Regions from separate parts of the Arachis hypogaea genome. Here region 1 is linked to region 2. A link is a contact called in public Hi-C data. All regions are on one chromosome and are shown on one strand. The core of a region is the stretch at or near the end of the contact, and the rest is flanking DNA. Distances in the headings are between cores, read along the strand shown.

The links. A called contact is a pair of places that touch in the nucleus more often than the background predicts.
Region 1: a Hi-C map of leaf shows a contact between it and region 2, with 1.5 times the contacts expected there. The contact joins the enhancer-like site here to the promoter of LOC140180491 in region 2. A contact is called at or near these places in 2 of 8 Hi-C or Micro-C datasets (both in leaf).

Annotation. Positions count from the first base shown.
Region 1 is chr17:12,138,192-12,145,171 of arahy.Tifrunner.gnm2.J5K5, forward strand. No RefSeq gene overlaps it. Among protein-coding and RNA genes, the nearest start is that of LOC112764190, 6.1 kb to the right of the region's middle. Within about 2 kb of position 2,545, at least 2 of the 3 cell types and tissues checked have open chromatin away from gene starts, as enhancers often do.
Region 2 is chr17:12,086,501-12,094,113 of arahy.Tifrunner.gnm2.J5K5, forward strand. It overlaps LOC140180491, which reads left to right and starts at 6,309. Exons shown (of 6, transcript XM_072221695.1): 1 at 6,309-6,803; 2 at 7,035-7,613. The coding sequence starts at 6,309. LOC140180884 (a long non-coding RNA gene) reads left to right here. Exons shown (of 2, transcript XR_011874974.1): 1 at 1-54; 2 at 146-483.

The sequences.
Region 1 (6,980 bases), core at 1,295-3,794, 48 kb after region 2:
AAAGTAGTCACGTGAGTAGAGAAGAGAGAAAAGGAAGAATTTATTCAGTTACATTGGCTTGGTTCATATGAAAATGTATTGTTTAGAGATTAGCAACTATTTTCTTGGGCCAAGATTGATTTGAATGAATATTTATGGGCCTGAACCATTTTAGGACTTTGTTAGCTTGTTTTTGGGTGTGATTTGATTTCAATAATCTCCTACATAATAAACAAATTAATCACACACATAATTGAGCTTTTAACTCAATAATAATGTTTAGTCATCTTCACTTAATTTGTTATTATTTCTTTAAATTCAATAAGGTTTGGAGTAAAATGAGAATCAAATAAATTAAATTATAATTAGTTCAGATTGAGAACAAATTGGTTTGGTGCGGATAATTGGATACCCAATATAATAACAACAACGAAGTCTTATCTCATTAGGTGAGATTGGATACCCAAAATAAATAAAAAATTGAAAAAATGATATTTTTTTTTTAAAGTTATGTAAATATGATAAACATATAATATCAACTAATAGGTCAATAATATTCTAACAATAACCAAATACTCTAAATTCACAATTATAATAGAGTTAGATTAATTAGTATAAAAGTTATATATATATATATATATATATATATAATTAGAATTTATATTTTTTTATTTAATAAAAGAGTTATTAAATTGTAAGTTAGTTCGAATTTCGTTCTTCCAAAATCAATACTCAAATTAATTATTATTGAGTATTATTAGATTGGGTCTAATTATACTCAATTACCCATTAATTTCAAAATTAATTTAATTGATTCGGTTCGGACTCACACAAATAATCGAGTTATTTAAACTTATGAACATTTCTAATCATTTCCTTTTTTTATTTTCTCTTTCCTCGTCTCTTTCCAATTTCACTCCATTTTTAAAATTTTAAATTCTGTCATTACCGCACAAAGTATCCATCTCTAATTTTTTTTTTGTCTTTTTACTTTAAAAATAGAATTCATAAGAATAATATTATTATTTTTAAATTAATGCTTTCATTTTTTTGTGTGAATTCTTTATAGTTTATCCTCCATACTCGTTATTTTTTGTTTCACGATAGTGGAAGAAATGTCATTATGAATTCAGGAGAATCTTTTATATTTTTAATATATCAAATTATTTCAATTTTAATCAAATTCATTAAAAATAAGGGATTTGATCTTAATAGATTTACAAATCGAATAATTTTATTTTAGATATATTTCTAACAAAATATTTGCAATGAAAAATAAATTAATTTTAATTTTATTATATTCCAAACATATCTGATGTGATTAGGACCTTCTTAATAATAGCATGACTTTGTAATTTCTATAGAAACTCTTTGAGGAGACCTATCAGAGTCTTCCTTGTCTTTGTTATCTCCCACAAAACTTTGCATATAAAATCACGAAGAGAGAATGTCTATTTCGACTCTTAGATCATTTGTTTAATTTGTGGAAAATTGTATTTTTTTATTATCCAAAAATATTATGACAGGCTTCACATATAAAATAAATTAGACTAATAAACTCCTGCAGCTGATTGTGAAACATTAACTGGTTAACATGTCAGGTGTGAGTGTCATAAGAAAAAAATTTTTAAAAATAAATACTAATAAGTCTCTAATAATTTTTAAAAATAAGATTAATAAATTCGTCCGAAATTTAAAAATTTTTCTTCTTCTTTCATAAATTCTGCTTGATCCCACCATTCCTTCACTCAATAATATTTTTTTTTACCAATCTTTGTTCTTATTTTTTTTAGAAGCTAATTAAGTTTCTCTCACATTTTATTCATATTTCAATAATCTTTCATACAATTTTTATTTTTAGAATTTACAAAAATAAAATATTTTAGTGTAGAGATCCACCACAAGTTGTTGACAGTAAAGATTTAAATAAATATATTTTTCAATCATATTGTTGTCCTATGCTCATTAGTTTCCCATATATATTATATAGCAATTCAATCCTAACAAAAATTTAAATCCGAAATCTCTTCATAAAAAATCAAGATATTTATGACTTTTGCCAATTTTCTTTCTATCGATATTAATCATGATAACAAAATAATACAATCCTACACGAGGCCCACTTCATAAGAAATCATGAATACATATAGACCATAGAGATTTGAGAGGGAACATGAACACTTACTACTTAAGATCTTAAACAGAACCTTTGTTTTATTCCCTAGTCCCTTTAAATAAATAAAAATACAAAAATAAACGTCCTAGTGTTGTAAGTTGAAACAACATATATTGTGACATGGCCCATGGCCACTCAAAACATGTAAAGACTAATTAAGGAGAACGTGCATGACATATTGACATGATTTAGAATTTGAATAACGACGACAATGTAATTTGTCACTTAATACCATCTTGTCATCTCAACACAACCCATAATCAGAAAATAGAAATAGAATCGGGAAACAGCTCACATGTCTCTTAACATTGGAGACATGAATGGATTTCATGTGATCCTAACCCAGCAACCAGCACCAACTACCAATGCAAAAAAATTGAAATGGGCATGGCCATGGCCATGGGCTACCATTCTCAATTACACTTATATTAGAATGTTGGTCGGATCTTCGCTTCTGTGTCCAATTAGACGCTTACTACTAAGTCAAAAATTATAACTACCGTTAATAACCATTCAATTAAAATGTGACATGTGGAACTCTAATTGGTTTTTGACTAGTTGAAGACTTGCATTGTCTATTTTTTCTGTGGTTAAAGTTTAAATACTTAATCTTTCTCTTAACGAAATCAATCTTAATTTTTTAATCTTCTATATAATTGAATGAAGAAAAAATATTACTTAATTTGTGTCTATGATTGTTGCTTCTTGAATGTTCTTAGTGAAAAAAATTTGAAAAAGACTAACAAGATTATTATATACACGGTATACAGTGTGCTATCATCTTGATAGTTGATAATCCATATTTGATGATGATTTTTAGATTGAAAAAAATAGAATTTATTAATTTAATTTGTATTTATTTTTTATAAATGTATATTTTTGTGAATTTTTGTTAATTATACTTAATTGATTGAAATATGTTTTTTAGGTTTTTAGAATTGTCAAATTTATTTCATTTTTATTTCATTCGATACATTGATATATTTGTTTAAATTGTTTAAGGTTTAAAAGACAATAATAACTTAAAAAGATAGAAGAAAAATATGCAAAAATAAAAATTTTATAAAAAAAATAAAGATTTGACAATTCAATCCATTTCTGATGCATTTAAAAGAAAGCATGAAGAAAGGATCAAACATAATTTATCATACACTCATTTTTTTTAGGATTTTAGTCCTTAAATTTTAGAACTTCTCTCTATGATTCAAGAATTTTTTATGAATTTTTCTTTAGTTCTAAGTTTTAGTTTTGTTTAATTGTAGTTTTTAGTTTATAATTTCTTGTTTGCTACTCTAAGTTTTTTAGAATTTTTTTGTTACTTTTTTTTATTTTACTATCTTTTAGTTCTCGGTAGAATTCTCATTTTTCATTAATGAATTTGATGTTTTATGTTTTATTATTGCTTATTTGAGATGTTAGTATTGCTTTCTTGAATTGGGTAGTTATAGATTTTACTAATTCTTGTAACCTATGAAGTTTTATGTTTATGCACTAGAGCGTTTGATAAAATGCTTGAACTATTTATAGAATAAATTTTTATTTTTGGCTTGGGTTGAGAACTTGAGTGAACTTGAGTTATTAATGTCAAAATTAATTGATAATTTAGAGATATAGATTAATTTTATTTTTACTAATGTTAATCTTTTACTAATTTAATTATTTAATTGGTTAAGACTTGTGGATTAGGGTTAATTAAACCTAATTAATTTTTTTCAATTTGTAGAGATTAACGAATAAAATTTGCTCTTTGTAATTATCATGTTGTGGTTAATAACAAAAATAGTAATCTTTAACCCTCAATTCTTACCAAAATCTTTTATAACTTGAATTTATTTTATTTTTTTAATTCATTGTCTTAATTATTTTTAATTTAATCTCTTTACTATTTAATTTTTAATTGTGCTTTTAATTTTTTATTATTTAAATTTTCATCAATTATAATTAAATTCTCTGATCCTCTGATAACTAATAATTATGCACTATATTGTGATTTCAAAAAAGAATGATCCATGATTAAACTTTTAATTATTATTTTAAATATTTGTGACATCTTTTAACTTAATTTTGAGAATGTTAAATTTAGCATTCATCATTAGTCTTCCCCAAAATTTCCTCGCTAAGAACATTCAAGAAACAATGATTATCAACACAAATTAATTATTTTTTTTCTCTATTTAGTTATATGCAAAATTCGAAAATTAGAATAGATTTTATTTAAATTTTAACCACGGTAAAAATAAAATGTTCAATTGGACAAGTCTTCAACAAGTCAAATATCAATGAGAACATTCACATGTCACATTTTGGGTATGTCTAAAATGAGCTCAACACTTATATGATTATTGAATATATCACATTTATATAGACTATTAGATTTTATTAGATTAAAATTAAAGGCTAATATAAAAAAAGAGTATTGATGGACTCTAATAAATACAGAATATTATAATACATAAATAAATACTTTAAATGACAATACTTTAATACCCAATGTATTAAATGATAACAGAATTTTTTATTCTTAAATAATTAAATATAAAATATATAAATACAAAATATTTGAATATTTTTTATTTATTAAAATTAATTATGATACAAATTTTTTTATAATATTAAAAAATTATATTAAAATAATATTTTAAACTGTAATATAAAAATATAAAATAATTAAAATTTTATTTTATATTACTTGATAAATAATTAAATTATTATATTCAAAATTTATTAATTAACTACTTTTATTAAAAATATTATTATATAATATAATTTTTCATAAAAATATTTTTAAAATATAATTTACGTACATATATAGGATTGTATATGTATTATATATAATATTTTAAATAAATTATATTTTAAAATATTTTTATGAAAAATTATATTATATAATAATATCTTTAATAAAAGTAGTTAGTTAATAAATTTTAAATATAATAATCTAATTATTTGTCAAGTAATATAAAATAAAATTTTAATTATTTTATATTTTTATGTTACAATTTAAAATATTATTTTAATATAATTTTTTAATATTATAAAAAAATTTTATATAATAATTAATTTTAATAAATAAAAAATATTTAAATATTTTATATTTATATATTTATATTTAATTATTTAAAAATAAAAGATTTTGTTGCCATTTAAAGTATTACTAGCTGATAGACTGTGTAGTTGCACGGCATTAGAAAGTATTTTTTTTATATTATTTTTGTTCTATAAAAAATATTAAAATGGTGATATACAATATTAACTGGTTATTTGTACTAACAAAAAATATTAATTATAGAATAATTAGAATATTAAATTACAGATAATATATATTTTGAATAAAGATCACAAGTTAAATTATATTGACAATAAATTTATATTATTCAACTTTATTAGATTTTTATATAATTATCTATATTAGAATGATTTTGTTTTTTAAAATGATTCTTTAATATGTAACTAAATATATCATTTTTTAATTTGTCTTTAGATACTAATTGATTTTTTTATGAATAATACGGAATAAATTGAATAAGCATTAGATTGATTATACTTGGGTTTAATAATTGTAAATTATTTAAAGCATTTATTTATGTATTATGATATTTTGTATTTATTAGAGACTATCAATGCTCTTCTTTTATATTAGCCTTTGATGTTAATCTATTAAAATCTAATAATCTATATAAATATGACACATTTAATAAACACATAAGTGGTGAGCTCATTTTAAAAAAAACCTCACATTTCAATTGGACTTTTAATACATAACCATCCATAGTCATAACTAGTGTAGTCACCCCAGACGTGACCTAAAATTATTATTTTACAGTTTTATTAAAATCACATTTATGTAAGCAAAACCAAATTATAGTATGAGCTAGCGAGGTATTAATCCTTTCATATTTTAATTAAGGAAAAGTATAGGGAATCAAGTGTCCATCGGTCAAAAATTGAACAACTCAATTAATAATAATTAATTTTAAATTTTTTTTAAATTTAAAATTTGATTAATTAACATTAATGACATTTTTGAATCAAAACTTACTCTAATTTATTTTCACTTCCATTTATCATTCACCACATAAAAATACAAATCCTAATCCTTATTCCCAATGTCCCACGCTGTCGCGATTTCGTCCTCACGCCGCTAGCGTCGCCACAGCACCGTCTTTGTGCGCCATCGCCGGTCGTCCTTGCATCCTTCTCCGCCACTTCATCTGCCGTTCACACAGGAAAGACAACCACAATCACGCTTCTATTTCACCCTCCTCGTGTTCCATCGCGACTCTCCATTGCTTGCCCGATGCACCCTTGCCGCTCGCGACTCCCCATCGCTCGCCACTCGCACCCCATGACTCTCCATCCGTCGTGACGCAGCCACCACCAGGTTTCTATTCGCGACGCGCGATCAACTATTCCGATCCATGGCGACTCCTCCACTCGTCGCAACACGCCACTGCGAGTCCTCCCACTGTTCATGCAACGTCGTCCAATACGTCGTCGCCGGCAACCCTGCGGCTCTTCTTCTCCTCCTCCTATTTGGCTTTGAATAATTTTTTAACTAGTTTTTTATGTTTCTTTTTTCTACATTTCGGATTATTCTCTTTATTAGTTTTGGATGTTTCTTTTTCCTATGTTTTGTAAGTTTTTTCTTAAGATTTGGATGATTCTTTATCTTATATTTTGGTGCTTTTTGTTTTTTGGAGTTTCGAAGTTTTTTTTTAGAAAAAGAAATTAGTATTTGCGTAATAAATGGTAAAAGGTGAATTAGAATAAGAAGAGACAATTAATAATCATTAATTTTATATCTTTTAAAAAAAATTTAAAATAA
Region 2 (7,613 bases), core at 5,059-7,558:
TTGTTCTGCTCTGCTCCGCCGTGTTCTTCTGCTCACGCCGTGCTAAAACCTCTGGTCTGCTCTGCTTGGCGTTCTGTCCATCATACACTCTTCTTTATTTTGATTTGATTCCTTGTTTAATTGTTATCGCTTTTTGGTTGTGTAGATACAGGAGCAGAGAGCTCAGAATAACAAGTCACTCTTCAACGGAAACAAGTTCAGGGCATTTTTAGGGTATAGACTATAGATAAGGTCACACATCGAATGGATGCTTTGCTAATTGTTAATTAAGTGTAGTAATTTTGGGCATATAGTTACATGAATTCGCCAATTAGCTAACATATTGCATACTAATTCATAATTTATATGTGTACTAGAACGCCATAACTATACTTTTCATATAAATTATTTTACATTTTGGCTTACTGTGTATCGGTATTGAAACATATTGTGTATCATGTAACTATGATTTTGAGGACTTATCTATGTGGTTTGTGGTTTTTTTCCTGGACTGTTCCTAACAGAGTGTGAATTGCAGTATGGAGGGTATGAATTGAAAGATGGAGGTGGATCAATCATGAACCTCGTTTGTGCCTCCATCTAGGTTTGACAGATTATAAGTCTCTTCTCAATACTCCCTCTGTGCCTCTTCCTTCTTCACTTCTCATCTTTTAAATCAAAATTAATCAATTTGTCTTAACCTAAATCGTCACATGTTATTTAACTATGTGAACTGTATTGTGAATGGTAAAAAATATAATTTACTGTTTCGTTTATAGATTGGTCTTTCTTTAGAGGGAGTTGAATTTTTATCTCTTCTCTATATAACTTGAAAGGGGATAAATTCGTTATCCTTTTTCCTAGTCCTTGTAGCATTATTCTTGGGAAAAGGACTACATATATATGCAAAATTCATTCATATACATTTTTTAAAATTGTTACTGTACTAGCATGTGGTCAAGACTTGTGCTTTCATTAAGAAGAATGAATAGTATAACTTTGACCATTTACTAGAATTTGTTATGCTATCTTTTTTTTCCCTTTTGTATGTAACTTTGTTCTTGGAACTATTACTTTTCGTGGTTTAAAATTGTGTTTCTGTGAAATACATGATACGTAGTAGACGTCTTTTCCTTTAAGCCGATGTTTGTCTCAAGTGCCCAAAATGATGATATAAGGCGTTTTTTTTTTTTGTTTAATTCTAAACACAAGCAATACTCATACCTTATCATTGGCTCTTTCTCGGAGCATTATCATCAACTTGCTGTTATATGCACAGTCAATTAAGATTCTAGCATTAAAAATGTAGTGGCACACCTCTTTTTTTTTGTGTTTTATTTTTTTACAGCACTAATCATGCAGTCATGGGGAATGAAGAAAGACTACATATTATATGGAAGGAAGGGCACTGCCAGAAATTAACCTAGTTAAATAAATATGCGACTGCCAAAGATTGTCATATATGCTGGTAAGTTAATGCATGGTGCATTAGAACCTTCGTTATTTGTAATATTTTTTGAAAGTTGTATTTAGTTAGAACAATAATGAAAGAGTTCCCAAAATGAGTTTTGGTTATTCTTGAAGAAATTGAAGTGAAAAATTGAGGCTATTTGAGGTGAATATGTTAAAATAAAAAAAGCAGAGGGGCAAATTTTTAATTACCAATTTTTTCAAAAATAAAAATGCAGGGTTCAAGTTATAAATATTTTCGTTAGTTAATGTTACTCCCACATAAGAGAGGGAGTAACCAGAGTAACCAATCCGTTGTCCCAAATTATAATGAAATGCTTAAATTACAAGAAAAATGTCAAAATGTAGCTATGTAGCTTAAATTGATGCCATAATAATAGTAAAAGAGACCATACTTGTAAAGTGATGTCACAGTAGGTTGAATTTCTTCACATTGTTCAACAACATCAGCTGGTGTTCGTAGTGATTTTCCTGACAACTGCAAGCAAGACACCATTATTTTCATCATCAAACAAGATAAAGATGTGGAAGCAACTAAATATGGAAGGAAGAGTTTAACGTTAAACATAAAAAGAGAAAGAGGGATAAGAAATTTGAGTCAGACTTATCAAGTAAAAATAAACCCTATAAGTCTATTACTACCATGGCTTAAGGTTAGTCGAGAGTAGGCATTCAAATGGAGGAAAGTAAGAAGGAAGTAAAATGTTCAAGAAAAGTCGGCACACAAGTCTCATTAAAAGTGGTGTGAAGAGAAAAGCAAAGTTGACAAATACAGAGAAAGATAAAGCAACTACTCATGCTCCAAAGCGAGTTTCAAAACCAGAAACATTGAAAGGAAAATTCAAAAGAAATTTATAGATTCAATTCAATTTACCCAATGCTCCAAACCTCTAAAGCAAGACACCATTTGAATACTATAAAATCGAATAGAGAAAAAATAATGAAATTCATACCTGCGATGAGGACCAAACCAGAACAGCAGCAACTTCTGATCGTGTCGGCAACGGAAACGTGGACGGCAGACGCAGGCAACGCGGGCTACGAGATGAATCTGTGACTTCGATCGGAGTCGGTTTCCAGACGTGAACCTCCGCCATGGCACCACGACGGCGGCTGTATCCCTCTCCCTGCAACCCAGAGTTTCATTTTTGGGGAGAAGATCTTCGTCAATACTTCACCCTCCATAGATACTGGTGAACTGTGTTTCACTTTTTTTTCTCCTATTCACAAAATAAATAAATAAATTCTAACTCTTTTTGAAATCCAATCCACTACTGCCAAAGCCCACTTCAATAGGTCCACCAGCCAACATTATACTTAAGCAATTTTGGCTAACTAGCTCAGCCACCCATAAGATAAAGCAGGAGATAAGCCCTGCAACCAAACAGTCAGGTGTCGATCTCATATTTATGCAAAGAGAATATCTGTAAATCTGTACTAATTTACATCTATACCATAGAGTGACCCTATTTAAAAATATGAATTAAATATATATTGTTAAATTATTAAGATAGAAGAATTAAATTAATGACTAAAAAAACTAGCAATAAATGAAAAAATTCTACTTTCTCTTTAAATTTTTTGTATTTTTTTAACCCAACAATTAGCTCACCAAATATTATCATCATACCAGTAGTTTCCAAATAGTCATGAGATATCAAATCTTTCTTTAAAAAATTGAAGTCAAATAAGAAGATAATAATAATAATAATAATAATGACAATAAATTTTTACAATAATAATGAATTTCTTTTGTATTAAGAGAAGTCACGTGTACCCTGTTTCAAACTTTCAAGTTTCAATAATGAATTTCTTTTGTCCCTAGTGTATATGGGGCCATATTCACCAACACCGTAACTACGTCACGGAAATTATTAACACAAATAAATTCTACTCAATCTTTTCTATATTAACGTATAATTTATTTTTTATAATATATTAATTTTTAATTAAATAATATCTGGATCTAATTATTAATTATATAATTTAAATTACTTCAATTTAATTAAAATTAATATCTTAACTATAATAAAATTATTTTATAATTAAATTATCATTTAAAATAAGTAATTTTATAATTTTTTAAAATATTAATATTTAATTTTTTTTTCGAGATCATTCCTCTTCAAACACAGAAAAAAAACCTTTTTTTGTTAAAGGCTGTGTATTAGCTTTCTACTTTATTGTTAATTTGTTTGTTAAGTGGTTTGGTCACGATGACCTTTCTTTGCATAAGTCATTATGAATTTTTTTTTTCATAATTAAACATTCAACAATAGTTTGACAATGTTATAGTACTTTTTAACTCCGATCATGAGAAAGTAAGAAAGAGAGCGAGAGAGAGTGGGTTGGAGAAATACAAATTGGGTAGGTCTAGGCAGTCACGATCCAAAGTCAAGGATCTAAGGATTTGGAACCGAAAAGAGTACGTCTGTTTGGAGAAGGAATCCTTTAGTATTTTTGTGGATGGGCTACCAGAAGATATATCAAAACATGAATTGTTTGGCTTTTTTTCGTGGACAGGGCGGATCATTGACATATATCTATCAAGGAAGATGAGAAATGGTGCGGTATACTTTTTTGCGTTTGTACGATACACCACAAAGGGAGGAGCTTTGAAAGCAATTTCAGAAATGAATCGAATGCGATTGCGAGGTCAGGAAATTTTTGTGGGAGAGGCGAGGTATAGACGGGATACTGACCAGGGGAAGAAGGCAGTGGTTGTGGACACTATGATTCGGCGGACTGATGATGGGGTTGTGGAACGTCGAAAAACTAGTGTTCTGGGAGGGGAACAATCGGAAGAACGGAAAAACATGGACACTGGTAAAGATATGCATGGAAAGTGTGGGACGAAGTAGATAGACGTCTTGGTGGCATAGCCTAAATTGGGCTGTTACAGAAGAGTGTTATTGGTACCATGATGACAGTTATAGACTTTGGTTTGTTGAACGCGACAGCTCGTAAGGAGTGGCCTCACGTGGTCAAGGTTTGTGAGATGGGGGCATACAAAGCCTTACTAACCTTTGATAGCATTCGCAGTATGGAAGCGGCGCTCGCACTTAACGGGAACGGCCTGTTGAAGTTTTTCCATAGGGTATGGAGGTGGGAGGAGAATGACTGATGCGAAACTAGAAGGGTGTGACTCGAGTGCTTCGGAGTACCGCTACATGCTGGTCGGAAGCTGCGTTCCGTACAATCGGTGAACAGTGGGGTAAGGTGGTGAATTGTGACGATGCAACAAAATCATGCCAGTCCTTTAGTGTTGGACGAGTGCAGATTGACACATGTATGTTCGAGGTCATTCATGAATGGGTACACATTACTGTAGGGATGGTTGGATTCGATGTGTTCGTAAAGGAAGCGGGAACTGAAGTCGATGGCTTACTGCCTTGTGTGATGAAGGATGTGTTAGAAGGCACTGATGGGTTCTCTATGGGAGAAAAATGTGCTATAGGAGATCCTGGAAATCACCAGGGTGGTAATAGCAGTAATACGCAGCTGTCGGAATGGGATGCAGCAGCAGATTTGATGGTGACGACGGTTAGGGAGGAGGATCAACGACAAAAAAAAGTTGTTATTCAACATGAGGATTTGAATGAGTGGAGAAATCATTTTTTAAATTTGAAAACAGCAAGAATAACAGTTAGGTCAATCAATTCTGGTGTGCTGAGGGCTGATCAATCGGATTTTGCAGCAAGTAATGAAGATGCTAATTCGGATAGAACTGAATCCTGGAATTATAGTAGGACCGGGATGGTGGCTGGGGTGGAAATTAATAGCAATAGTAGGAAGGGCGGACTCGGGGCTACTGACGCTAATTCTCTGTGGACAATCAGAGTTTTGGTAGAAGACAGATTGGGAGTGGGTTTTGCAGCTGAGTACGATGCTTATGATGCTATTGAAGGAAGGCATAGGGAAGAAGGGTGTCGTGCAGGAGTTCGGGCAAGGATTAATGGGGATGAACATTCGAAGAAAAGTTGTCCAGGTTGTTGTTCAAAAAACGTTGAATTGGCTAATGAGATAAAAGATGATGGCCAAGAGGTAGATGCGACACAAGGACGACTTGATAGGGAGGACAGAGGGACTGGTGAGACTCGGAGGGTTGCAGAGAACTTGGAAGATGCAAGAATATCTGAAGGCAGCGAAGCTGAGACTGAATCCTCTGAAACCAAATGGGATGATGAAATGCAGGAAAACAAGAAAGCATGGGAGTTGGCAGTGGAATCTGGAGTAGTTTAGTATAATGAGGAAGATGATATTATGGCTATACTCCAAGCACAGAATAAGAAAATTGCGCAGAAGAAAAAGCAAGCTGAATAGAAGGAAAAGGCAAGAAGAAGTCGGCCGAAAAATCACAAAAAGGTGTGTACAATTAGTTTAAAATGATTTTTGGTTCTTGGAATGTTAGGGGTTTGGGGGGAGTTGGAAAATTGAGTATGGTAAAGCGTTTTAGGAGAAAATTTTAGTTGAATATGTTAGGTTTAATAGAGACAAAGAAAGAGGTAGTAACCAAATATGATGTAGTGCAATTGTGGGGAAATAATGTGGTAGGATGGGAGTACGTGGGGTCAGAAGGTGCTTCCGGTGGGCTATTGTTGATGTGGGATGAAACGATTTTTTAGAGGAGCAACGGTTATAAAGGGAAGAGATGGTTGTGTGTGGATGACGTTGTGCTAAAATATAATTTTAAGTGTGCTTTCTGTTTAGTGTATGGTACGCACCAAAGGGAAGAGAAGTTTGTCATGTAGGAAGAGCTGAGCTTTTTATATGGGCTTTGTCAAGTACCTTTTTGTTATTTGGGGGACTTTAACGAGGTTGTTCAAGTGGAAGAGAGGAAAGGAGCTACCACTTTGACAATGACTACAGCTGAATTTAAACTTTGGATTCAAGATATGGAGTTTTTGGACGTTGCACTTGCTAATCGTATGTTCACATGGTTTAGGGGTCAGTCGTGTAGCCGCATTGATAGAGTTCTGGTTAGTTTGGAGTGGTTAGAAGAGTTTCCTGAAACAAGGCTTAGAGGAGGTCCAAGAGGTTTATCATACCACTATCCATTGATTGTGGATATCACAAGATTGGGAGGGGGGCCGAGACCTTTTCGGAGTCTGGATGCTTGGTTTACTCATGAGGGTTTCTTGCGGATGGTGAAGGGGGAGTGGAGGAATTTGGGCGACGTACAATTCATTGACAAGCTGAAGGCTTTGACGATCCCGCTGGGTAAATGGCATAAGGAGAATTTCAGGGACATGGATATGAAAATTATGAAGTTTGAAGAAGAGATAAAGAAAGTAGATGATATGGTTAGCAATGGGGTTGTTGATGGAACTGTGGAAGCAAGAAGGAGGGTGCTGGTGAGCTCTTGTAAGAAATGGTATATCAGAAAAGAGTTACATTAGAAGCAGATGTCGCGATCTAGGCATGCCAAGGAGATGGATAAGAACACCCGCTATTTTCACAATCTAGCCTCAGCTCGAAGGAGAAACAATTGGATTGAGTCCTTACTTATTTATGGGAGGATAGTGAGAAATCAAGTAAGGATTAAAGTTGCTATCAGAGACTTTTATAAGAATTTATATCATCAGGAGACCTCGCCAATAATAGGGTTCCGTGATGGACTGGTTATCCGGATAACGGAGGAGGAGGCAACAGAGTTGGAATGGATGCCGTCTAATGAGAAAATTAAGGATGCAGTTTGGGATTGTGAGTCAACTAAGGCACCAGGCAGTGATGGGTATAATATGAATTTCATTAAGAAGTGTTGGGAGGATGTTAGTGGGGAGTTCACTGCAGCCGTGATGGGATTCTTTCAGTCAGCTATTTTACCTACGGATGCGAATGTTACTTGGGTGGCTTTGGCGCCAAAGTTTGTCAGAGCTAAAGAAATCAAGGACTTTAAGCCAATTAGTATGGTGGGTTGTATTTATAAGGTTATATCAAAGATCCTGGTTCAGAAGATGCATAAGATAATGCCAGGGTTGGTAGGAGAAACACATAGTGCGTTTGTGCAGGGTAGGAAGATACATGATGGGATTTTGATTGCATGTGAAACTGTGCAGTGGCTGAAGTTGAGGAAAAAGAGCTCGACAATTATTAAACTAGACTTCCAAAAGGCTTATGATCGAGTCAAGTGGAGTTTTGTGGATATTGTTTTGCAAAAGATG